2 separate regions of the Zea mays genome follow, and region 2 is linked to region 1. Evidence: chromatin contacts called from public Hi-C data. All regions are on one chromosome and are shown on one strand. Each heading gives the region's core, a stretch centred on a gene start, on an enhancer-like site or on the middle of the called end of the contact. The rest is flanking DNA. Distances are from core to core; before and after follow the strand shown. Region 1 has its middle 37 kb from the start of LOC100276089. Region 2 holds the start of LOC677667.

Region 1 (4,886 bases), core at 2,380-4,879:
CCTTAACGAATTTACAAAGATAATCACTTCTTCATCCAAAAATCGTTGCATACTTTAGGAGACATATAGACTTTGTGTCTATCTCCTAAAATTGTAGGGGGTATGTGACGCAAAATCATTCATATAATAGTAAACTAAGATATACTACGAAAATATATTATACGGTAAATATAATAATACTTATGTAATATTATAAATAATAGTGTATTTTGTAATAAAATCGTCAAAAGGAAGATTATTAGGGTTAGCACTGTAGCTAGAAGTGCACACTTCTCATGATGGAGGGAGAAATATGCAGCCAAATAGTTTCGGATATTTGACTTAAGACACCCCCAAAGTATCGTTTATTTAATATTGGAGGGAGTAACTATTTATTACTATTTGGCTGAGCATCTTTGTTGGCAATATTACACGCTATCTCCACCAATATAGGAACTATTATATATAAGCCGTATGTTAGGCTAATAACCAATATTTCACATGGCACAAGGTGAATCTATGGTTTAATTAAACATATGGGTTTGGGTACCTATAAAGCCTTATATTCATGAACAAACAAAAATCCAAGGAAGCCCTTTTATATACATGTATGCATGCATAGAGGAAAGTAAAGGGGAGGATATATATCACTCCTTTTTATAGGGCCTAGATTCTTGCAGATGATGAGATGAACCACAGCAATTTGAGCGGGGTAGTGTGCGTGCTTAGATAAGAAGCACTAGAGAAGAAGCTGAATTTAATTAGAAACTAATACGGACTTGTCGATCACTCCGAAGAGAGCAATCTATTTTCCGTGTTACTTCTACTGGGAAGATCCTAATGAGATCTCAGAGTGAGTGATGAATCAGCGGAAATTACGACAGGGAGTGCATGTGTTAGTGTGTACACCTTTCAATCCACTGACAAGTAGCATTAGCTGACAAATGGAGCTGAGGTCTCAGCAGCACTGACGTTAGTGATCGACTTTACAGTACAGTTATTATCTATCGACCCGCATCATATATTGTTTGTTTTTATATATATCCAGTGAGATATTCTTCTAAACCGCCCGTCCGGTTAATCGTCCCTCTTGATTTCTTGCACGGAATCCATTAATAAATCCTGTACAGATTTTAGGCCTGCACGTACAACGTACCATGCCTGGAAGCGTTTAAACTACGCAGTACGCACGTTCTTGATCGAGCTCTCGAAACAAACCTATATATCTGTTTGAATATTTGTTCCAGCATTCTGGGCGTTCAGTTTTCTCAGGCTGGGGTGGTACAAAACAAACACGTACGCGCGAGCGAGCACGAGTCTGTAGCTCTCAAGCATACATTCATATACATGCATGACATGTATGAATGGTGAAGATTAAAGTATTAAACCCTAGCTAGACCAAGAACAGTATTTTTCGTTTATTTATATATGAACGTAAACTTGACAAAGGTGATGTTAATGTGTGTCAATTCATTCGCATAGTTAGTTTGTCATAACGCAGCGATAAACGTATGTTAAGCTAGCTGTTACCGTCCCATCATGATGAGTGGAGGAAAAGAACAATTTTGATTTCTGAATCATCTCCTTGTGTGCATAATTGCCTTCGTACAATTAGAATAAAACTTTTGACTGGACTACATATGCCGCGGGAATAAAAAAACAGAAACGTTTAACATTCGCATGCATGCACAAACACTACAGTATGCTCCACTGTCCAGGTTAGCGTTTGCACAAGCTCATCTACATTCCATGTGATTGTTTAGCTGCACCGTCTCGTCCCGCGTCACCACGTGCGTTGACTTTAGCTAAGTATGTGTTTTGTTGTCTGCACGTGTGAAACGTAGACTGCATGGATAGATGCAAAATAAGTTATATTGGTTGCATCCACATGTACGCCCAAAACGAACGTACGCGGTCGGCCAGGCTCACACGAGATTGTACACGTGGGTGTGTGTACGTCCTACTTTTAACTTCGAGTCTTTGACTATATAAAAATTCCATAATCGATACATTATTTTATTACAATAGTACTAAAAGAAGCCAGTATCTTTCGCTAGCTGAGAAGATCTAGAAATAGCCACCACAATTATGAAGAAAAGAAAAAGGGGAAAGACGGGGAAAAAAACGTTGGAATTTACGATGATTAGACGACTTAGGTTAAACAAAAGAGCCTATGAGTAACACAATTGATAAACAGAAAATTTGGAACAATAAATTAAGAAAACAAACTCATACAAGTTGTGAAAAAATGTTTAAATTAAGAATCCATATAAAAATGATAAAAAGTAAAAATTAAAAATTGTAACATCGATCTAAGAATTCATGCCACAAATACGGTTTTTTAATACAGATAGGTGTTTTAGTCAGCGAATGTTGACTAACGTAAACAATACTAAAGATTTGTTTTTTTATCCGTTGCTTGATTGAATGAACTGAGACCACGTACGGCGAGGAAATTAAAGGTTATTGAGAGCTTAATTCTTTTTGACTAATATTCACATCGTCATTAGCTGTTCTCACTTGATAATATAAAATTCTACACAGGTTGTTGGTTAAAATGTCGTATTTGACTATTGGAGATTGCGTCAATAACTTATATATATCTGTGGCCAGAGAAAGTACATACGTGAAAAAGAAAAAAGCAAAGGCGCGGCACTCTTCCTTAATCAAATAGATGCTCTATCTGTCCCCCTTCTTATATATATAGTTGCACACAGATCCATTAGAGGCCTGCATGCCTACTATATTTTCGCTGTGGTTAATTTGGTCTATCTTTATCAGTTTCGTGCTAGACTGTCGACCAAATTATTTAAAGTGTGCTAGCCGCTTTATTTAAACCAGCCTCCTGAGCCGATTCAGGTCAACTGTTCAGACCTCGCTCCAACCACAACTTCCTGGCCTGATCAGTCTATCCATATTCCCTGAAAAAATGTCAAGGGAAGGGATTGGACCGGTGGTTCAACCATGTATGGGTTAGCTGCACCTAAGTATGAGTGATCATCACTTGTCGATCGGTTGTGCGCGCATGACGGGATGCTGAAACGACCTGGAACCTGCGAGCATGCTCATGCATGCATGCATGCAATGGGCTTTAGCACATGACTGCCGTAGTGGGCACAGCAAGAAGACATGGGATGGGATGAAGGGACTCGCGGCCGCAGCATGCATGGCTACCCATTTTCAGCATGTTTCATCAGCGACCTAGGATTCCGTTCCTATACGGTCTCATTCGTGAATTCTTCAGTAGTGGATCAGCAGAAAGATGTGCACGCAGACGCAGGGCAGCTTGGTTAGCTGGGGTAGGGTAGCAGAGAGACACTAGACAGCCCAGCAGCCAGCATGACTATGAGCAGCAGGAGGGTATGGTGGTTTCAGCTGCAGCAACCAAAAAGCTCACACATCCCACAGGCTTGTCTTGTCCAACGGTTCATCCGCCAAATGGCGGCAGGCCGCAGGTTGCGATCGACACGACACTTGAAAAGATGCCATTTGCAGACCAAAAAAAACACGAGATAAAGGGCTGGGTCCAGCCAATCTAAACACGGGCCAAAGAATCATCCCAGCCCGCCTGCAATCTAGTCTTTAAGCGTAAGCCCATTTCAACAAGGAAACAGTAGTACTTGCCTCGTGATGCGCTGCATTGGGCCCTTTCAGCCGCCGAGCCCACCAAAAGGAGAAAAGCGGGTCGAATGGTCGCTGGCAGGCCGGACTGGGCCACCGTGTCAATTTTGCCGGTTGCCGCTGCTAGATTGTTTATGCATAGCAAACTACTACTCCGACACACGGCGAGCTGCAGCCTGCAGACCTTGGAACTGGCAACCTGCACGAGTAGCACTGGTTCTTCTGCACCGACTTGCACGGGCACGAGAAGCGGGAAAAGCCTGCAGCCGGAAAGGCGGCGCCTTTTTCCCCATTAACAGCTAGGCAGCAGCTAGCAGTGTCTTACTAAAATAAGTAAAATTTAAAATGGTTTGATTTAGATTAAGGGGGTGTTTGAATGCACTAGAACTAATAATTAGTTGGCTAAAAATTGTTATTAAAATTAGCTAGCTAACAAATAACTACCTAACTATTAACTAATTTACCAAAAATAGCTAATAGCTGAACTATTAGCTAGGGTGTTTGGATGTCTCAACTAATTTTAGCCACTAACTATTATCTCTATTGCATTCAAACATCTCCTAAACCTAAAGGCACTTTTTTTTATTGGATGGAGGCAATGACCATATACAGTAATGTTTGAAAGCGAGAAACTGATGCATGCATGCATGATCACGAAAAGTTTAAAGTGCGCACGAGTTATTTCCATCTTTGCAGTCTACCCGGCCGCACGCCATAGCCAGAGATTAATCGTCGTCAGGCTCTGTACGAAATGCAAAGTGCTGTTTCATTTGTGTGGTTCAGTTCGTCCCCCCTAGCCTCTACAATTACTTTCAACTGCGAACCGGTCGGTACTGTACGCTGACACTAGAGTCCAAAGTGCACTTTCATGCATGCATGCAAACCAATTGTGCACGTGTGCAAAGCGTACATGCATGGAAAAGAGTACTGCGGTTTTAGCAAGCTTGGCAACATTTAAACCTTTTATTGCTACGACTGTTTCTTACGGGGAAAAAAGTCATCTTGCTGTAAATAAAGCATGCAAGCATACATATAAACGGATCGGTTTGCATAGTCCTGCGCCTGCTCAAGTTGCCAACGGGCTGTAGGATGGACGCACGAAATCGTGATGCATGCATGCCGTCGCCATTTTCAGCCGACCCAATCTCTCACTTTTACAAACGTGAGGTTGCGTGCTTCATTTCGAACCACGCATCACCAATTTATTGCAAAGGAGCTGCTGCTATTGTGCTGGCTTTTCCACCGAGACTTTTGAAATAAAGTCGCTGTTGTGCTTGGCCTATATA
Region 2 (5,231 bases), core at 1,513-4,012, 91 kb after region 1:
ATGTCATAAACTGGTTTCAACGAGCCTAGCTGCATTGTTGTTGTAGAGATCCTATTTTTATGGACGAAATAAAGCATTAAAATCATATTTTCTTCCCATGCATGTCAATTCATTTTCTCTCAACACACATTGTTGTCATCCTAAATTTATGCACATGCAGCAGAAAACTGATTTTTACGTTGCGTAAATACCTACCGTGTAGCATAGTTAGTAGCAATATATTTCATAAAATATTTCTAATGAGCTTAGCTACATGATTGTTATAGAGATTCTATATTTATAGATGGAATTAGGGATGAAAACGGTTTTAGAATTTTTCGGTATTTCGGAAACCGTTTTCGAAATTTTTCGATCGGATTCACCGGTAACGGTATTTTTCGAAAACGGAATCGGTTTTCGGAATTTTTCTATCGGAATCAGTATCGGAATCGGTGTGGTGTTTTACCGACTGTTTCCTTCGGTTACCGGTTTTTGTCGGAAATTACCGGATTTGTCTCGGAATTTTCCGAAATTGTGTCTCGGAATTTTTTGGAATTATGTCTCAGAATTTTCCAGCATGTGATTTTTCGCATTGCCTGTATGTCTCTAGATAATGATTACTTATTTTTGTATTTTTGGACGCCTTAAGATTTTTTTGGGATAGATGGTGTTGGAAGGTAGTTGGGATTAACGATTTAGTCTCTCGAATGAATCCACCCTTTTCTATGTACATGTTATGTATTAGTAATATATAATGATAGAGAGCCGACAAATTGTCTTTTCCACACACTAGGTTTTAGGGTTTTTCTGTAAGGTTATGAAAAACTGTTTATGTGAGGAAAAATATTTCGTAAGTAAGCATGTCATGTCAGCTAGTTCGAGTGAATATTGTGAATTGTGAACTTTGAGTACGTGAACTTGTGATCTTTATGAACTTGTTATACTGTAAACTTGTTATATTGTGAACTTGTGATCTTTGTAAACTTTTATATTATAAATTTGTGATCCTTGTGAACTTGTTATATAATGAATTGTGAACTTGTGGTCTTTATGATATTTTGTCAACTTTGTTGTATTGTGAAGTTTGATATGTTTACCGATCGGATTTTAGATTTCGACCGTTACCGGTGTATTTTCCACACCAAACTTTCGTTTCCGATGTTTCCGAAATTTCGATATTGTTTCCGTTTCCGGAGTTACCATTTTCAATTTTGTTTCCGATAAAAAAAATATAAAAACGGTAATGGTTTTAGTGTTTACCGACCGTTTTCGGCCGTTTTCATCCCTAGATGGAATAAAGCATTTAAATCAGTTTTTTTTGTTTTTATGTATGCAACAGTTAACGAATACGCTTCCTAATTTCTCGCACATACAAATGTAAACAAAATGCACGTAGGCAAGGGATGAGGCTATCCGCAACCGTTACCCCTAAATTTTTCCCCCTATATCACTTTTTCCCCCTATTTTCCCCCCTATTTTTTCATCTCCCGCAGCGGTTCCCCCTAAATACTCCCCCTATACCCCACTACCACTATAAAATATCATTTTCTATATCAACTATCAATTTTTTATCTACTAACAATTACTCGTGGACCCACAACACAGTGTTTAGGGTGATGAACAGTAACACGCTATATCTGGGGGAGAGAGAAGGGGACCGACACGTAGGGGCGCTGTAGGGGGCACCGCTGTGGCCATAGGGTGCCCCCTACGCACCGCATGCAAGGGGAGGGGGATCGCTAGGGTGTACCGCTGCGCACAGCCTGAGATGCATGCGGGAGAGGGGTCTAGTGGCCAGGCTGGTCCGATGTTACAGGAGTGGCTGACCGGAGCTTCATGTATTCTAGTGGAATATATATATATATATATATATATATATATATATATATATATATATATATATATATATATATATATATATATATATATATATATATATATATATATATATATATATATATCTACGAACAATGTTGATATAACTCACTAAAGTATTTTTTAGTTAATTTTACCACTCTACTTCTTTGAGTTTATTAAATTTACCTCTTGACAAAATTATTTATCATTTTAAATTTTTATGTGCAAACTAAGTTTTCAGTTTAAATTTTGTTGGTTAGTAGCTAATAGCATAATTTAACATAGAAAAACATATTATGATTTTTAATAGTTATTTTGATAGGTTTGGTATCAGATAAGACAATAACTTTAGGGTTTTTTAAACTGGTGCCCTTAGTTTTGGTGGTGTGCTCACCTATATCCTTAGTCGTGTTTTTTTTCAGCTATGTCATTCCAGTGCTATACAAATGATATAAAAATAAATGTAATAATAAAATATTCTAACATATTTTTAATGTTCTTAATAATAGTGGAAAATACAAACTTGAAATCAAACTTGTACGTGAAGAAGAAACGAAAAAAATCTGCTTCCAATGAAAAAAAATCATAATTCGCCACTATCTTATACATTCGGAGGCCGGTACAATTGAGAGAAAAAAATATATCGCACTAGTGCATCGCATTCAACGTCGCAATCTTGCTAGTACGTATTATATTTATTTTGGATATGAAAGACGATCGCACTCAGGAGGCCTGAAGTTACATAGCAAATACAGTCGGTACGAATTATCGTTTGTCGATCAATGCAAAGACAAGATGCAATGCATGCCACCGCTGCCTGCCCCTGCCACTGTTACAAAACCGGTGTCGCGTCCACCCAACCAAGACACCCGGCCGGCCACAACTATATAGAGCCCCTCCCCTCCGCAGTCCGCACTGCCCGGAACCAAGCAACCAACGCATTCAGGCCCCTCGCGCGTGTTCTGTCTCTCCGATCCAGCCAGCCAGCCAGCCATCCATTCATCCGTGTGGTGTGGTCGTCGCCTCTCTCCTCCTTTCCTTCTCCGATCCGCCTCCAGCGTGCAGCGTCCACGTCCTGATTGTTCAGTGGTTTCTCGATCGAGACCGCGCGCGCGCAATGACGAAGCGCACCGCCTTCGCCGCGGACGACGCGATCATCGCCGCCGCCGCCGCCGTCACGTCGCAGCCCGGCCGGCGGTTCACGTCGTACCCGCCGGCGAGGGCGCGCGGCGGATGCAGGCTGGCCCCGGCGGTGGCGGCGGCGGCGCGCCAGGCCACGGACGACCCCGGCGCCGCTGGGTCCTGGCCAGAACTAGTCGTGCCGCGGCACGCCGACTTCGACGACTGGATGGTACGTAAATACGTGCCCGGCCGCCGTCGTTCGCGTGCCATTCGACCATATACGCCTCGCTTGTTGTGTCTACGTTGTGTTTGTGTTGTGCCGATGCTCGTCAATCGTCGTCGTCGCTGACATGACCTGACATGACCTGACCGCCGCGCTGCCCACCCGTACCGTACGCGCACAGGAGAAGCACCCGTCGGCATTGGCCGCGTTCGAGTCGGTGCTGGCCGCCGCCAAAGGCAAGAAGATCGTCATGTTCCTCGACTACGACGGCACCCTGTCGCCGATCGTCAGGGACCCCGACAGCGCCGTCATGTCCGAGGAGGTCAGGCAATAATACCTATCATTTTCTGTTTCCTATGTGGATGAAGGCGCGGAGTGGCGGAGCAGCAGGGCATGGTGTGCGGCTCCGGCGAACGCACGCCATGCATGCACGGGCCTAGACTAGCTAGCTGCTTGCCTGACGCTTTTTTTTTTCTGTGGCACGCCGCAGATGCGGGACGCGGTGAGAGGCGTGGCCGAGCACTTCCCGACGGCGATCGTGAGCGGGAGGTGTAGAGACAAGGTACCTTTTCTTCCTCCATCTCTCTCTCTCTCTCTCTTCTCTCTACAGTTTTACATCGGTCTTTGCTGGGGAGTGGGGCCTCGCAATCTTTGTGAAATGTGCTTTTCCGTTGTGGCTTTTCAGTTATTCATCAGTGCTGTGCTGAATGCTGATGGGTCTGTTCTACTCTGGTGCGATATCTAGGTGTTCAACTTCGTGAAGCTGGCGGAGCTGTACTACGCCGGGAGCCACGGCATGGACATCAAGGGCCCCACAGCACAGTCCAAGCACACCAAGGCAAAGGTCAGCAGCTACCCTTGTCTGTCTTTCCACCAGGCCTGTACAGGCTTGAGATATATACTGACAGTCGTTTCTTACAGAATTTGGCTTCTTTTTGTATTCCATATAAACTTAATCTACTTTCGTTGACTTGGAAATGCAGGCCGGAGCCGTTCTATGCCAACCTGCGAGGGCGTTCCTGCCGGTCATTGAGGAGGTAATTTAATTTAGTTGAAGTTTCTCCTGACATGTTTACCTGCGAGGGCGTGCTACAAGCAAGCAACACACAGGCGTCTAGCTAGTTCGCCAGCATGACTCTTGCTCTGTCTGCAACTTCTTCTCTGCAGGTGTACCGCGCGCTGACGGCGAGCACGGCGCCGATCCCCGGCGCGACGGTGGAGAACAACAAGTTCTGCCTCTCCGTCCACTTCCGCTGCGTCCAGGAGGAGGTGAGGATGTGTCTACGAGCACACGCACGGAACGGAAGGGTCGTTCGCCGCCGTCTCGCGTAATAACTGACACATGCATGTAATATCCGGGGCAGAAATGGCGCGCTCTGGAGGAGCAGGTCCGGTCGGTGCTCAAGGAGTACCCGGACCTCCGCCTCACCAAGGGCAGGAAGGTCCTCGAGATCCGGCCGTCCATCAAGTGGGACAAGGGCAACGCCCTGCAGTTCTTGCTCGAGTCTCTCGGTGAGTGCTTGTGCTTGCTTCTCATCGAATCATTGGATTTTGCTGTTCACTGCCGACGACGACGTAATGACGTATAGGTGCTAATAGTTTGCCTGCCATGCATGGTTCAATTTCCTCAAGGTTTTGCTGGCAGTAACAGTGTCTTCCCGATATATATCGGAGACGATAGCACCGACGAGGACGCGTTCAAGGTAATTCCTTTTAGTAACATTTGAGTCTGACAAACAATCCATATGTTGCATATGTTGTGTTTAGACCAAGGAATTCATATGTTGTGTCAAGACCGTGAAATTAACGATATTATGAGATGTCTCTCAACAGCAATCTAAGCTAAAAAAAACCATTTTTTTTTTCATATGTAGCTTTGTTCTGACGCTACTGGGAAGGCAACTATACTGACGCTTTTGCTGTTTCCGTCAAACTGTAACAGGTCCTGCGCAACTTGGGGCAAGGGATCGGGATCCTGGTGAGCAAGATTCCGAAGGAGACCCGCGCATCCTACTCCCTGCGTGAACCTTCTGAGGTAGCAACACTACCC

What was found. Hi-C and Micro-C count contacts between places; a contact is called where the count stands out from the background.
Region 2: a contact with region 1 is called in a Hi-C map of bundle sheath, with 5 times the contacts expected there. The contact joins the promoter of LOC677667 here to the enhancer-like site in region 1. A contact is called at or near these places in 20 of 25 Hi-C or Micro-C datasets (bundle sheath, ear, endosperm and 5 more) and 1 of 3 datasets of contacts at active chromatin or transcription factors (leaf).

Annotation. Positions count from the first base shown.
Region 1 is chr7:175,876,657-175,881,542 of Zm-B73-REFERENCE-NAM-5.0, forward strand. No RefSeq gene overlaps it. Among protein-coding and RNA genes, the nearest start is that of LOC100276089, 37 kb to the left of the region's middle. Within about 2 kb of position 3,630, at least 18 of the 20 cell types and tissues checked have an H3K27ac peak or open chromatin away from gene starts, as enhancers often do. A contact at or near this core is called in bundle sheath, ear, endosperm and 4 more, where this site is marked.
Region 2 is chr7:175,968,902-175,974,132 of Zm-B73-REFERENCE-NAM-5.0, forward strand. It overlaps LOC677667, which reads left to right and starts at 2,763. Exons shown (of 10, transcript NM_001112344.2): 1 at 2,763-3,187; 2 at 3,363-3,503; 3 at 3,672-3,743; 4 at 3,927-4,025; 5 at 4,165-4,218; 6 at 4,349-4,450; 7 at 4,546-4,693; 8 at 4,814-4,884; 9 at 5,124-5,216. The coding sequence starts at 2,954.